3 separate regions of the Mus musculus genome follow, and regions 2 and 3 are each linked to region 1. A link is a contact called in public Micro-C and promoter capture Hi-C data. All regions are on one chromosome and are shown on one strand. Each heading gives the region's core, a stretch centred on a gene start, on an enhancer-like site or on the middle of the called end of the contact. The rest is flanking DNA. Distances are from core to core; before and after follow the strand shown. Region 1 holds the start of Ubc (ubiquitin C). Region 2 holds the start of Ran (RAN, member RAS oncogene family). Region 3 holds the start of Rabgef1 (RAB guanine nucleotide exchange factor (GEF) 1).

The links. Promoter capture Hi-C pulls out the DNA fragments that hold promoters and counts their contacts. A called contact is a pair of places that touch in the nucleus more often than the background predicts.
Region 2: a contact with region 1 is called in a Micro-C map of embryonic stem cells, with 5 times the contacts expected there. The contact joins the promoter of Ran here to the promoter of Ubc in region 1. A contact is called at or near these places in 2 of 39 promoter capture datasets (cranial neural crest and frontonasal cranial neural crest) and 3 of 484 Hi-C or Micro-C datasets (the G1E-ER4 cell line, embryonic stem cells and pro-B cells).
Region 3: a promoter capture Hi-C map of cranial neural crest shows a contact between it and region 1. The contact joins the promoter of Rabgef1 here to the promoter of Ubc in region 1. A contact is called at or near these places in 1 of 39 promoter capture datasets (cranial neural crest) and 1 of 484 Hi-C or Micro-C datasets (B cells).

The regions. Positions count from the first base shown.
Region 1 is chr5:125,387,470-125,391,676 of GRCm38.p6, reverse strand. Ubc (ubiquitin C) reads left to right here and starts at 1,660. Exons shown (of 2, transcript NM_019639.4): 1 at 1,660-1,767; 2 at 3,413-4,207. The coding sequence starts at 3,416.
Region 2 is chr5:129,018,901-129,022,986 of GRCm38.p6, reverse strand. It overlaps Ran (RAN, member RAS oncogene family), which reads right to left and starts at 2,831. Exons shown (of 7, transcript NM_009391.3): 1 at 2,709-2,831; 2 at 2,413-2,459; 3 at 2,219-2,303; 4 at 1,996-2,121; 5 at 797-984; 6 at 442-612; 7 at 1-213. The coding sequence starts at 2,448. The coding sequence ends at 169.
Region 3 is chr5:130,169,365-130,173,743 of GRCm38.p6, reverse strand. Rabgef1 (RAB guanine nucleotide exchange factor (GEF) 1) reads right to left here and starts at 1,925. Exons shown (of 9, transcript NM_001199059.1): 1 at 1,850-1,925.

The DNA.
Region 1 (4,207 bases), core at 411-2,910:
ACCTGCCCAGAACTCTGCCTCAGAAATCACTGTGGCTTCCCAGAAACCCGGAGAATGACATTTTAATTTTATAGTGGCATATGACCTCGATTCATGGAAAAAAATCACAGAAAATTAAGTCTATTCTGAACAACACCTGCAGTTAAAGTATATTTTGAACAATACCTCTGATCTTGAATGTTTATGAATTCCTAAACCAGGGAGCCAGACAGGCCTGAATTCTCAGCGTCTGGGTGGTAGAGGCAGGAGTATCAACTGCAAGTTAGAACCCAGCCTGATCTATGTCATGAGTCCCAGGGCAGCCAGGGCTACATATAGGAACCCTGTCTCAAAAAAACTCAAAAAATGCTGAGATTAAAGGCATTTAATAGTGTGTGTCCATCTAAGTGTGTGCCACATGTATGTGAAAGTGTCCCTAGGGACATTGGACCCTCCTGAAGCTGGAGTCACAAGCTAGCTGCCTGACAGGGTTGCTGGGTATTGAATTCATGTACTCTGGAAAAAGACCTGTTCCTACTGGGGAGCCATCTCTCCCCATCAGGGATTCAATTCTTACCTTCTAAGGTCTTAGGCCTTACATTTCAAAAACCTGAGCTGGGCAGTGGTGGCGCAGGCCTTTAATCCCAGCACTTTGGAGGCAGAGGCAGGTGGATTTCTGAGTTCGGGGCCAGCCTGGTCTACAAAGTGAGTTCCAGGACAGTCAGGGCTACACAGAGAAACCCTGTCTCAAAAAACCAAAAAAAAAAAAACAAAACAAAACAAAACAAAAAAAACCCTGAATAATTTGATTCGTATAAGTGGGATATATGCTTGCTGTAATCTGAACATTGTACTACACGTGCACATTTGTGCTTTTTTGTTTTTGTGGGGGTTTTTTGTTTGGTTTTTGGTTTTTCAAGTCAAGTGTAGCCCTGGCCATTCTGGAACTTGATCTGTAGACCATACTTGGGAGGCAGAGGCAGGAGGACCTATATAAACTTGAGACCAGCCTGGTCTACATAGCATATTCCAGGACAGGCAGGGCTACACAGAGAAACCCCCATCTGAACAACAAAAATTTAAAAATCAGGGCTTCAGTGGGTTCAGTCTCAGAATATGAACAACAAATATGAACAACATTTGGAAATTTTGACCTTTACTTAGTGACAAGCACATAGAAAACATAGAACCTTCTCGAATCCAAGGACACAAGGTTTAGGAAAAATCTGGAAAGATCAGGTTCTGCTGGGCTTCAGATCTAATGCCAACAGTTTTCAAGAACTGTGTAGACTGTCTGCTTTCCTTGACAAACTCAGATTCGTTTTTCCAAATCGGGGAGAGATTCCCTCCTTCGTATTTTTTTTTTTTAAATTTATTAAAAACCCTTTGTCATTTTCCTTGTTAGGAGATTTGCACAGTCATCCACCCTGTCACTGTGCCAAAACAGTGAGGGCTGGGCATAGTGACCCGCCGGGGATGAGGGGATTGAGGAGGCGAGGTCACCAATGGGATCCCAGTGTGACAGGAGCCAAAGCCCTGGGTCCCCCTAGCGCGGAAAGAAAACAGGGGGGGTGGGGGGTGGTGGCCTGACTAGGGGCGCCAGGCCGCGAAGCCGCAGGGCGCCTGCGCCAAGGCCCGCTCCGGCCTCAGTGATCCCAGCCGTGTTTTCGTGCCGATCGTCTCACGCGCGCTGATCCCTCCGCGGAGTCGCCCGAGGTCACAGCCCTGCCCTCCCACACAAAGCCCCTCAATCTCTGGACGCCACCGTGAAACAACTCCGTGAGAGAGGTACCTTGATAGTTTTAGCCTGTCGCTTTCGCTGCCGAGACTGGACCCGGCGTTACAAAGTAGTCCCTGACCGCATTGCCCGCGGAGGGACCGCGCGGAAGGGGGGGGGCGGGGCTTCGGTGACTATATAAAGAGACGCCGGGCGTGCCGCAGCTAGTTCCGTGGAGACTGCGAGTTCCGTCTGCTGTGTGAGGACTGCCGCCACCACCGCTGGTGAGGAGAAAGCCGCCGCACCCGGTCGGGGACGGGAGGCTGGAGGCGAGACGGGGCGAGAGGCAGCCCCGCGGCCCAGACGTTTGGTTTCCGTGGCCCGCGCGGACCGCGGCTGCCCCGAGGCAGAGGACTGGGCGGCAAGATGGCGGCCAGATGGAAGCCTGAGGGGGAAGACGCGGGGCTCTGACGCGCAGGACGAGGTTGGGGGAGGAAAAAGGCCCGCGAGGCCGCTGCCCTCCGGTTAAGCCGGGGACGTCGGAGACTGTGGGGTGGGGACTGAATTAGGGTTGCGCGCCGTAGGAGCCTCTGCTGTGAGAGCCGTGGATATTGGGCTGGCCCGAGAGGTCGATTGGCCCGGCGTTCGTCCGTTCGTTTGCTGAAAGACGGAAGTGCGATCGAGACCGGAAGGGGGTTGGGCGGCGGTTCAGCCTGCCTGGCCTGCCGCCCCCTGTGACGTCGCGGGTTGCGTGGCCTCCTAATGGATAGTGACGTCACTATCTTGACTTTAGCTTTCCCTCGGTTGTAGGACAGGGTTTGGGTCTCGGCCTCCGGTAGCCTCTCCAGAGTAAACAGGAACCGGAAATTCAGAGGGGAAATGTGAGCCATTCTTGTCCTGTTTCGTTTTAAGAATGTCGCTGTACAACTATGACTACTGAAACTTTTGGGGGGGGGGTTCGAGACGGTTTCTCTATGTAGTCCTGGCTGTCCCGCATCTCACTCTGTAGATCAGGCTGGCCTCGAACCCAGAAATCCTCCTGCCTCTGCCTCCCAAGTGTTGGGACGAAAGGCACCACCATTGTCCTGCGACAAGGGTGTTTTTTTTTAAACTGTCAAAATCTCTGCCTCTACCACCCCATGTGATGAGGTCCAAGGCCAGTACCACCACTCCAGACTAATTTTAATCGTTCAGACAAAAGTTTGGTGTTCTTTTGGGGGAAGGAGAGTTGAGGCAGGATTACACTGTCTCTGGCTGACCTTCCAGTTAGAGATCTGCCCACCTCAGTGTCCCCAGTGCTGAGGTCAGCGATAGGCATGGGCTCAGACTTAGTTTTGCAGTAGTAACTTGCTATATTACCATTCTGAAACTGAATCCGGGACTGCTGTGGTTTCATAACCTCCCAGAGGTCAGGCTTTTCTGCAAACTGTTCAAATAGACAGAAATTGACTTTCAGCTGTTGGTATACTGAAGTCTCCATCCTGTAAATTTGGTAATACAAAAAGACTCACCATGCCGAGGTTTCTTAACTTTGTTAGTCAACAATCTTATTTTCTTGATGGTTTTTCGGGGTGGGGGGATTGGATTCAAGACAGAATCTGTGTAGATAGACCTTGCTATTTAGACTTATAGCATCCAGTTGACAAATGTTGATGCCATCCCACAAATATTTGTGTCATTCCTGACCTGTGAATTGTTTTGTATATTTTGTGACAGACGATGCAGATCTTTGTGAAAACCTTAACTGGTAAGACCATCACCCTGGAGGTCGAGCCCAGTGACACCATTGAGAATGTCAAGGCAAAGATCCAGGACAAGGAGGGCATCCCCCCTGACCAGCAGAGGCTGATCTTTGCAGGCAAGCAGCTGGAAGATGGCCGCACCCTGTCAGACTACAACATCCAGAAAGAGTCCACCCTGCACCTGGTCCTTCGCCTCAGAGGTGGCATGCAGATCTTTGTGAAGACCCTGACAGGCAAGACCATCACCCTGGAGGTCGAGCCCAGTGACACCATAGAGAATGTCAAGGCAAAGATCCAGGACAAGGAGGGCATCCCCCCTGACCAGCAGAGGCTGATCTTTGCAGGCAAGCAGCTGGAAGATGGCCGCACCCTGTCAGACTACAACATCCAGAAAGAGTCCACCCTGCACCTGGTCCTTCGCCTCAGAGGTGGGATGCAGATCTTTGTGAAGACCCTGACAGGCAAGACCATCACCCTGGAGGTCGAGCCCAGTGACACCATAGAGAATGTCAAGGCAAAGATCCAGGACAAGGAGGGCATCCCCCCTGACCAGCAGAGGCTGATCTTTGCAGGCAAGCAGCTGGAAGATGGCCGCACCCTGTCAGACTACAACATCCAGAAAGAGTCCACCCTGCACCTGGTCCTTCGCCTCAGAGGTGGCATGCAGATCTTTGTGAAGACCCTGACAGGCAAGACCATCACCCTGGAGGTCGAGCCCAGTGACACCATTGAGAATGTCAAGGCAAAGATCCAGGACAAGGAGGGCATC
Region 2 (4,086 bases), core at 1,582-4,081, 3.6 Mb before region 1:
TATGTTTAACTGCCACATTCACTCGAAGCCCATTCATCTCCTTCAGCATCCCAATGAAGTACACGATCTGCTTAGCTAAATAAGGTGGCACACGCGCTGCACCGCTGACATCACAGGACAGTTGCCTATAAAACTAGACTTCTGACGCAGGGCTCCAGCTTCACTTTCTCACAGGTCATCATCCTCATCTGGGAGAGCAGTCGTCTGAGCAACCTGGAGCAACAAACAAAAACAAAACAGTGCAGATCAGAACTACCATTACCAAGTCAGGCCGAGCACCACCAGGACTGGTTAAGTGCGCACAGCCAGCTCTTCTAATGACCGGAGCTTGATTCCTAGCACCCCACATGTCTGGGCAGATCCAATGCCAACCTCTGCAGAAACTAGGCAAAGTGCACACACACACACGAAAACAAAACACTGTAAAAAAAGAACAAATACCTCTAAATCATGCTCGTACTGTGCTGCCAAAGCTGGGTCCATGACCACCTCAGGTGGGGCAAGAGCAGGCATGGCAACAAACTCCAAGTTAGGATCTCCAATGAGCTTTCTGGCAAGCCAGAGGAAAGGCTTTTCAAAGTTGTAGTTACTTTTGGCAGAAATGTCATAGTACTGTTTTAAAAGAAAAAGGAATGTATGCTTAATGATTCTATTAATAATCTCCATTCCAGGACATTCTAAACAAAGACATTTTATAATCCACATTAAAACCCTCTGACCAATTTTTAATATAGAACATATACGGGTACCTTATATACAATCTTCTCTAAGAATGAACCGAGAAATTAGAACGTACCTGAAGATTCTTCTTCCGGTGGAAGACAATAGATTTTGCCTTCACTTTCCTGTCTTTAATATCCACTTTGTTGCCACACAATACAATGGGGATGTTTTCACACACTCGTACCAGATCTCTATGCCAGTTAGGTACATTCTTGTAAGTAACTCTTGAGGTTACATCAAACATTATAATGGCACACTGGGCTGAAAAACATTGGAGACAGTAGAGTGTCTTAGTCTACTGCAGGACTCAGTCATCATCTTGGGCCTGACTCTGGATCACCCATCAACCCACTCCATTCAAAAGTCCTCCCTGTCCCCCACTAAAAAGTTAGATGGTAAAACATGGCACACTGACTCCAATTCCTCTTCAAATGAAAACTCCAAAAGTCAAGACCAATTCACTCTATCAACTACCTTCTTCTCCTCAAGGCACCTAATCACTAACTACCAACTGCTGGCCCATCAAAGTTCATCAAAGTTCAAACACCAGTCTTCTAAAATCTGAGCCCAGGTTTCTATAACCTACCCTGCAGGGATGGTGAGGATACAGTTTAAGAGGAAGCACGTGAGCATCCCCATTTTTTTGGTTAAAAAGTTAACCCCGGTTATAAACACCCCTTTGCCTTTACATGCGAAGAAGCCAAAGAACGAATTTTCTCATCATGCTAGTAAGATCACAAGGATATTCATTCGTCTTTAAACACCAACAGACTCTTTCCCCACTAAGCTTTTTCGATTACTTTCAAGGAGAAAAGTAAAAGTACAGTTTCCATGAGGCGGCAGGTTTCACGTGTGAGAGAGGGCCTGGCTCCAGGAGGGGCTAGAGGTTTAGTATCTTGGGGCAAATGCTCACTACTTATTTTAATGATGGGAATAATCACGGGTAAGCTACTGCGTGTAGCCCTTAATTCAAGTTTCGAAAACCAAAAAGTGACCCGGGAGCTTTCCCAATAGCTTAGTCTCCTACTAAGTTCTGAAGCCACACAGTTTGCCCCAAATCAATGCCTAGCATGACACAGCATATGATCAAACGACACCACGGACGATTCTTATAAAAGAAAAAAAAAATCTCCTATCCACTCCAACCAGGTCGCCTCCCTCCAAGAGATTTCTGTCCCCTCTCCTTAGTCACCCGGCAACGGCTGGCTCTCCGGCTCATACCCCAAGCACATGTCCGAGGGCCTGGGCCCACTTCCGCAAGGCCCCCCTCACCTTGGATGTAGTAGCCATCGCGCAGGCCCCCGAACTTCTCCTGGCCGGCCGTGTCCCACACGTTGAACTTGATGGGTCCTCTGTTGGTATGGAAGACGAGCGGGTGCACCTCCACGCCCAGGGTGGCTGCGGGGAACAGGGCGGCAGAAGGGGTCAGCCGTGCACTGCCCGCCGCCTTCCCCCGGAGGCCTCGCTGCCGTGAAGCACCCCCGGCCGCACCTACCTACATACTTCTTCTCAAACTCGCCCGTCAAGTGGCGCTTCACGAAGGTTGTCTTCCCGGTGCCGCCGTCGCCCACCAGGACGAGCTAGATTCAAGAGACGAGGCGGCGGCGTGAGCGGTCCCCGCCATGCCGTCCCCTCCCGACCTCCCCGCTCGCTCGCCCTCCGAGGGCCCCCGTGCGGCCGCACACGCACCTTGAACTGGACCTGCGGCTCTCCCTGGGCGGCCATCGCGGCGGATCCTGCGGGGAGAGAGAGCGGCTGCGGCACGTGCGCCCCACAAAGGCCGCGGCCGGGAAGAGCGCGCGGGAAGGCGGGGACGCGGCGTGAGACGGTGGGGGGAAGGGAAGCGGGCTGAAAAAGCCCAGGGCGCTGCCCGTCCGCCTCGCCTCGCCTCGTCGCCAGCGCCGCCCCGCGCCCACCCGAAGGACACCCAAACCCTCCGGTCACCGCCCGCGCCCGCGCCCGCACCCTCCCGGCCTCGACGCTACCTTCCAGAAGAGTCTCCGCGCCTGTCCGACTGGAGCTGGAAAGATGGCGGAAGCGCGATTCAAATGCCGGAGACGCAGCGGACGCCGGCGCGCGGAGGGGGGGAGGAGCCGGGAGAGGGCGGAGCAACGGCGCCGCGCCCAACCACGCGGCGCGCGTGCACGCGCACGTCCGCTGGAGCCGTCCGACTCGGCCGGGGGCCCTCGGAGCGCCCAGGGCGGGAGAGGGGCGGCGGGTCACGTGGGCCGGCCGAGCGGGGACGCGCACGCACGCGGACCGTGAAGGGCCCGCGGGAGCCGGCGCTGAGCGCGGGCTGCCACGCGCATGCGCTGGCTGCGGGAGGCCGCGCGTTACGCGGGCGGCGGCCTAGCCAGGGGCCTCGTGGGCGGGAAAGGCGGGTGCTGCTTCTCGGTCGCTCGCTGCCGCTCAGCGGGCACCGCCCGACCTTCGTCCCCAAGTCCTGTGTCCACAGGCACCGGGGATCTCGCGGGCGGGCGATCGCTAAGTGTGCGCGGCCGCCGTCTGCAGAATGAATGGAGGGAATGAATGAGGGTGCGCGCGCCCGAGGCCCGGCTTGCGTCAGCCATGCGTGCCCGGCATGGACACGGCCTGGCCTTCCTGGGAGGATGGGACCGGATGCAGTTAGTCCAGGCGTTCAGCATCCCAGGGCCCTTCCTCTGTTGCGTGGTCTGAGTAATCTGTCTCGCAGAAGATACCCTACCCTGGCTCCCTCCTGAGCAGCAATTGACCAGCAAATACAGATGCTGCTGGGGAAATGGAAAATGTATCTCTGATGACCAGAGCTTGGGGGCCCTGCTGTTACTTTGTACTATGCAATCTAAAAGGAGCCAGCACAGGCCTTAGGGTTCCAAGGCTAGCCTGGGCAACTTAGGTAGAAGACAGGTGGGAAAGTGTGCACAAAAACTATAACATAACGTTAACATAGTATGTTTAATGGAACGTCAGTTACATATTTATATAAATACAAAGTTACTATATTTTGGAGTATATGTAACAAGTCGGCTACAAGGGGCTATGCTGTGAGCTGTATTCAATAGAGGATATAACAGGAGGTGGAGATCAAACAGAGTTTAGGAGAAAAACGGTCAACCCGCCTAGTTCCAGTTTGGTAGATTGTTGATACAATGTAGCACCTGGTGCTGGGTGGTGACATCACCAGTGACCCTCTCCCCGAGAAAACTTATCATGAACTTACTTGTCCTGGCAACCAGCCTGCCGAACCGCATCATCTGGTGGCCTGGTTTGTGTTACTAACTGGCCCACGCTTAGAACTTACAAAGAACCTCATCCTAAGAAGCCGAGGGAAACAAGAGAATACACTCAAGCGGGCATAGGCGCAGCTCTCCCTGCAAGCACTGT
Region 3 (4,379 bases), core at 676-3,175, 4.8 Mb before region 1:
GAGGTATACTGTCCTTTAAAGTGTCTCTCTCTTCCTTAAAGCCGGGGTTTAATTCTATAATAAAACTGTTTCTTAATAAACTCCAACTTCATTTCATCAAAGGCAAAAGGGGGGGCTGGGGCAAAATAAATGGCAAAAATAAAGTACTTGCCACACAAGCATGAGAACCTGAACCAGGTCCCCAGTCCCCACACCAAAAAAATGTTCCCTGTAGCTTGTGGGCTAGCTAGTAGTAGTCTAGGTGAATCCAGCTCCAGGTTCACTAAGAGCCTGTCTCAATGAAAGTCAAGGCTAGTATGACACCAAGGAAAATAGCTAACATTTGCTAACCTCTGGCCTCCACATGCACACACTGTGAACACACATACCAAAAGAAAAGACAGGCAAGGCAGTGGTCCACACCCGCAATCTCACCACTTGAGAGGCCTAGGCAGGCGGAATGCTCCAAGTTCAGAGTCTTGCCTGATCGCCTGATCTACACAGCCAAAGCTGTATTGCGAGACCCTGTCCCCCAAAATAAACACACAAATCAAAATAAATAAATAATCCCCCCAAACAGTAACTCTCAGAGGCTGAATAGAAACTGGGACTGTAGCTCAGTTAAACAGCCCCTATCTAACATGTGTAAACCTTAAAGTCAGTCATCACCAAGTAACAAGCAAGCTTCTTCTCCCCCCAAAACAGTCTATGTAGCCTGGACTGTCCTGGAACTCACTCTGTAGACCAGGCCTGTTCAAACTCATAGAGATCTGTCTCTGCCTCCAGCATTCTGGTATTAAAGGTGTGAGCCACCGCCACCACCGCCCAGTAACAAGCTTGACAAGACCATTTTATTTTAGCCTCTTCTTTCTTTTAACTGCGACTCTGGTGGGCGGGAGGATCGAATATTACTCTGTAGTATAGGCTGGCCTCAAACTCACTACATAGCCCCGTTGACGTCAAAACTCCCAAGACTGTTGTTCCTGACTCAATTTCCAAATACTGGGATGTCAGAAGTGGGTGACTAATTGGGTCTTCCTTTGAAAAGTAATTCTAGGTTTGTAGGTTAAAAGACCCAACAGTTAACTTCCAGGAGGTGGCAGGGGGTGGGGGGACCATAGGGGCTCTTACCACAAAACTAGGTGACGCTGTAAAACTTATGCCAGTGTCACATCTAAACTCCACAGACAGACCGAGCCTACCACATCCAGCAACACATTTCCCAACCACAGAGGTTGGTCATCAGCTCTGAGACACAGCCAGCTGCCAATGACCTAGTCTCCAAGGCGCTTCCCTCTATGGAGCCAACTTCCGCGAAGGGATGGAAGGACATCCCCTTGGCTCTCCCTTCCAGACAGCTCGGAATCAGGGACTGCCTTTATTATTATTTTCCATAAAAGGGTCTTCCTCAGTGGCAGAGGGCTGACCTCAAAACTCGCGGCAATCCTCCTGCCTCAGCTTCAGGACTTCTCATTCAGAGACACCCATAACCTTGGCCTCTAGCACCTGGGACGAGTATTCAAAACCCCGCGCCACAGCAGCCGCACCAGCCCCGGGACCCACGCGGGCTCCGGATGGGACCCGCCCGGCTGCAACCACAACTCCGGACTCGGACAGGATCGGAGCGGCAGCCGACGACCGGGGAGCGTGTCCTCCCGGGAGCCCGAGTCCCGCCGAGCTGGGAAGAACTCGGCCGAGCTGGAGAGGCCGAGAGCAGCAGCAGAGCTCCGGCGGCCTGGCCCTATGCGCCCGCCCGCCCTCCCGGCTGAGAGGCGGAACGGAGCGGCCCCGGTCAGCGCGCGGCCGGACACCGCCGCCGCCGCCCCGCTCCGTGTGGGAACGCGCCTCCGGAGCCCCCGTCCCTCCGAACCTGCTCCGCGGCTCCGCCGGCGTCCGACCGCCGCTCCCAGCGCCCCTTCAGTCACTCGGCTCCCTGCCCCGCCCCTGCCCCCGCACGCCCCGCCCCCGGCACCGCGAGCACGCGCGCGGTGCGTACGCGTGGCGTCATTTCCGTGACGCTTCGGACTTCCGGGGACTGGCTGGCGGCTGGCCGGAAAAGATTGCAACGCTCCGGAGGCTGTCCACCCGAAGGGGCAGTCCCTGAGGGCAGGGGACACCGAGTGACCGTGAGGCCCTCGCTGACGTGTCTGTGACTCGCGAGAAGCCGCGGTTTCCCCTGTCATTCCTCATTCCGTCTACCAGCTTCTGCTTGCATTAGCCTGAGGGCGACAAGGAGCCCCGAGGACAGCCATACACGAAACGGGACATCAAAGTCTGGGACCAGGAGACATCTCCCAGCGCTTAGCGAATGCGGCCGCCAGAAGGAAATACAAACACACCTTTCCCCTAGTGAGCAGTTAGCAGGGAATAGATAGTCAGGAAAAAGATCGAGAGGGAAAAGTTTAGCACATGACTGCCTGTCTGTAAAGATAGATAACGCTCCCACTGGACAGTTGACATGCCACCTCACTAGCTTTTGTTATCTCCCTGGGCCAAGAACCGTCGGGGTGGAGGAGATGAAGTTATAGGATAGGGGAGGAGAGAATTCAGAATGAACCCTACAAATGAGCAACCCAGAGTCCGTGAGACTGGCTCTCAGCTCTGGAAAAAACAAAAAACAAAAACAAAACACTGTTCCCAGCAGAATTTTTTTTTTAACCCCTGTCTCAATAAATGCCTGTTTTCACCTTTTCTGACTCTGCTATTTTGTTTTTCACTCCTGGGCACTCGTCCATAGAAAGAACCTGGTCACCTGGGCAGATGGCCCACAGAAATGAACACTCCTGGCTTGCTCTTTTTAAGAGCAGGACTTGAAACTGATTCAATTTAGGAGAATCTTAAGGAAATTGGTCCAATAGCAACTAGGCTGTGATCCCAGCCTGGCTAGGTGGAGACAGGAAGTTCAGGAGTTCCCATCTCTAGTGTTCTTGGCCTGGGCAAATATAAGGAAGGTTGTGGGGTATAGCTTTATAATGAGAGCACATGATGATGCAGGAGTTGTGAGAATAAAAGGATCTTTCATGACCCAGCTGTGCTTGGCACAAGGCTGTAGGGTGCCAGACAGGGTCAGGTTGGCCTAGGGAAGTGGCTCCAAGTTGGATGTTTAAGGTCTATGAAGATTAAAGAAAGACACAGACAAATGAGGTGAAAGCGAGTTTTATGAAAGAGGATTACAAGTAAAGAGGGCCAGAGAGATGTTTCAGTGTGTAAAAGGTTTCCCATTCAGGCTTGACAACCTAAATCCAAATCCTGGAACTGACCTGACAAAAAAAAGAAGGAGGGGATGGAGAGATGACTCAGTGGTTAAGAACGGTGGTTGCTCTTTCAGAGGAGCTGGGTTCGATTCCCAGCACCCACATGGCAGCTCACAACTGTCTGCAACTCCAGTTGCAGAGGATCCAATACCCTCACACAGACACACATGCAGTCAAAATACCAATGTACGTAAAATAAATAAATGGTTTCAACAAAAAGTAGAAGGAGAGACCCAACTAACAAAGATGCCCACTCACCTCCATGTAAGTATCATGGCATCCACACACAATAATCATAATGTAAGGAAACATGAGGAAGCCTCTCCTGTACATTTACTACTGAAGGGGGGAAAGCTTTTGGCATCAGTGAAAGATAGCTGGACAGTCAGGTTGGTGCCAACTGCCCGGGAGCTTGCTTCATCAGGTTATCTCAAACCGGATTGCAGACATCTTTGTTTCTCATCCCTGGTGTTCTTGGCCTCGCTGCTTGAACTCTTAGCATTCATTTAAAACATAGATACATATTTTCACAGAAATATGTGTGAACTATGGGCAGTTCCACCCTGAGCCCTTTTCCTTTCCTACCTACAGAAGGCTAGCTCTTTCTTCTGGAGGACCTAGGTTCAATCATCAGAATTAAAAAAAAAAAAAATTGGGGTATAGCTGAGACCTAAAAATTAAATAAGTTAGTCAGTGGGTTTTTTTGGTTTTGTTTGTTTGTTTTTGGAGTTTGTTTGTTTGTTTTTGAGACAGGGTTTCTCTGAATAGCCCTGGCTGTCCTGGAACTCACTTTGTAGACCAGGCTCACCTCGAACTCAGAAATCCGCCTGCCTCTGCCTCCCGAGTGCTGGGATTAAAGACATGCGCCACCACACCCGGCTAAGTTAGCCAGTGTTACACAGCATTAATAGTGAAGGCATGAACAGAAGCTAGTCTTAGTTCCCACTTCAAGACTGCTAGAGGCAGCAGATAAGTGTTGTCTACCTTGTGAAGTTCTCTAAAAACCCACCCTTGTGTTAAAGATTCTGTAGACTGGTTTTGGAGAGTTGGAATGTTATAGAGCCATATCTCAGACTGTCTTTAGGTCCGTTGAATATCCGTTTAAGACTCATTCTGTCTCTGACTTAACATCCTTCTGGCCAGCCG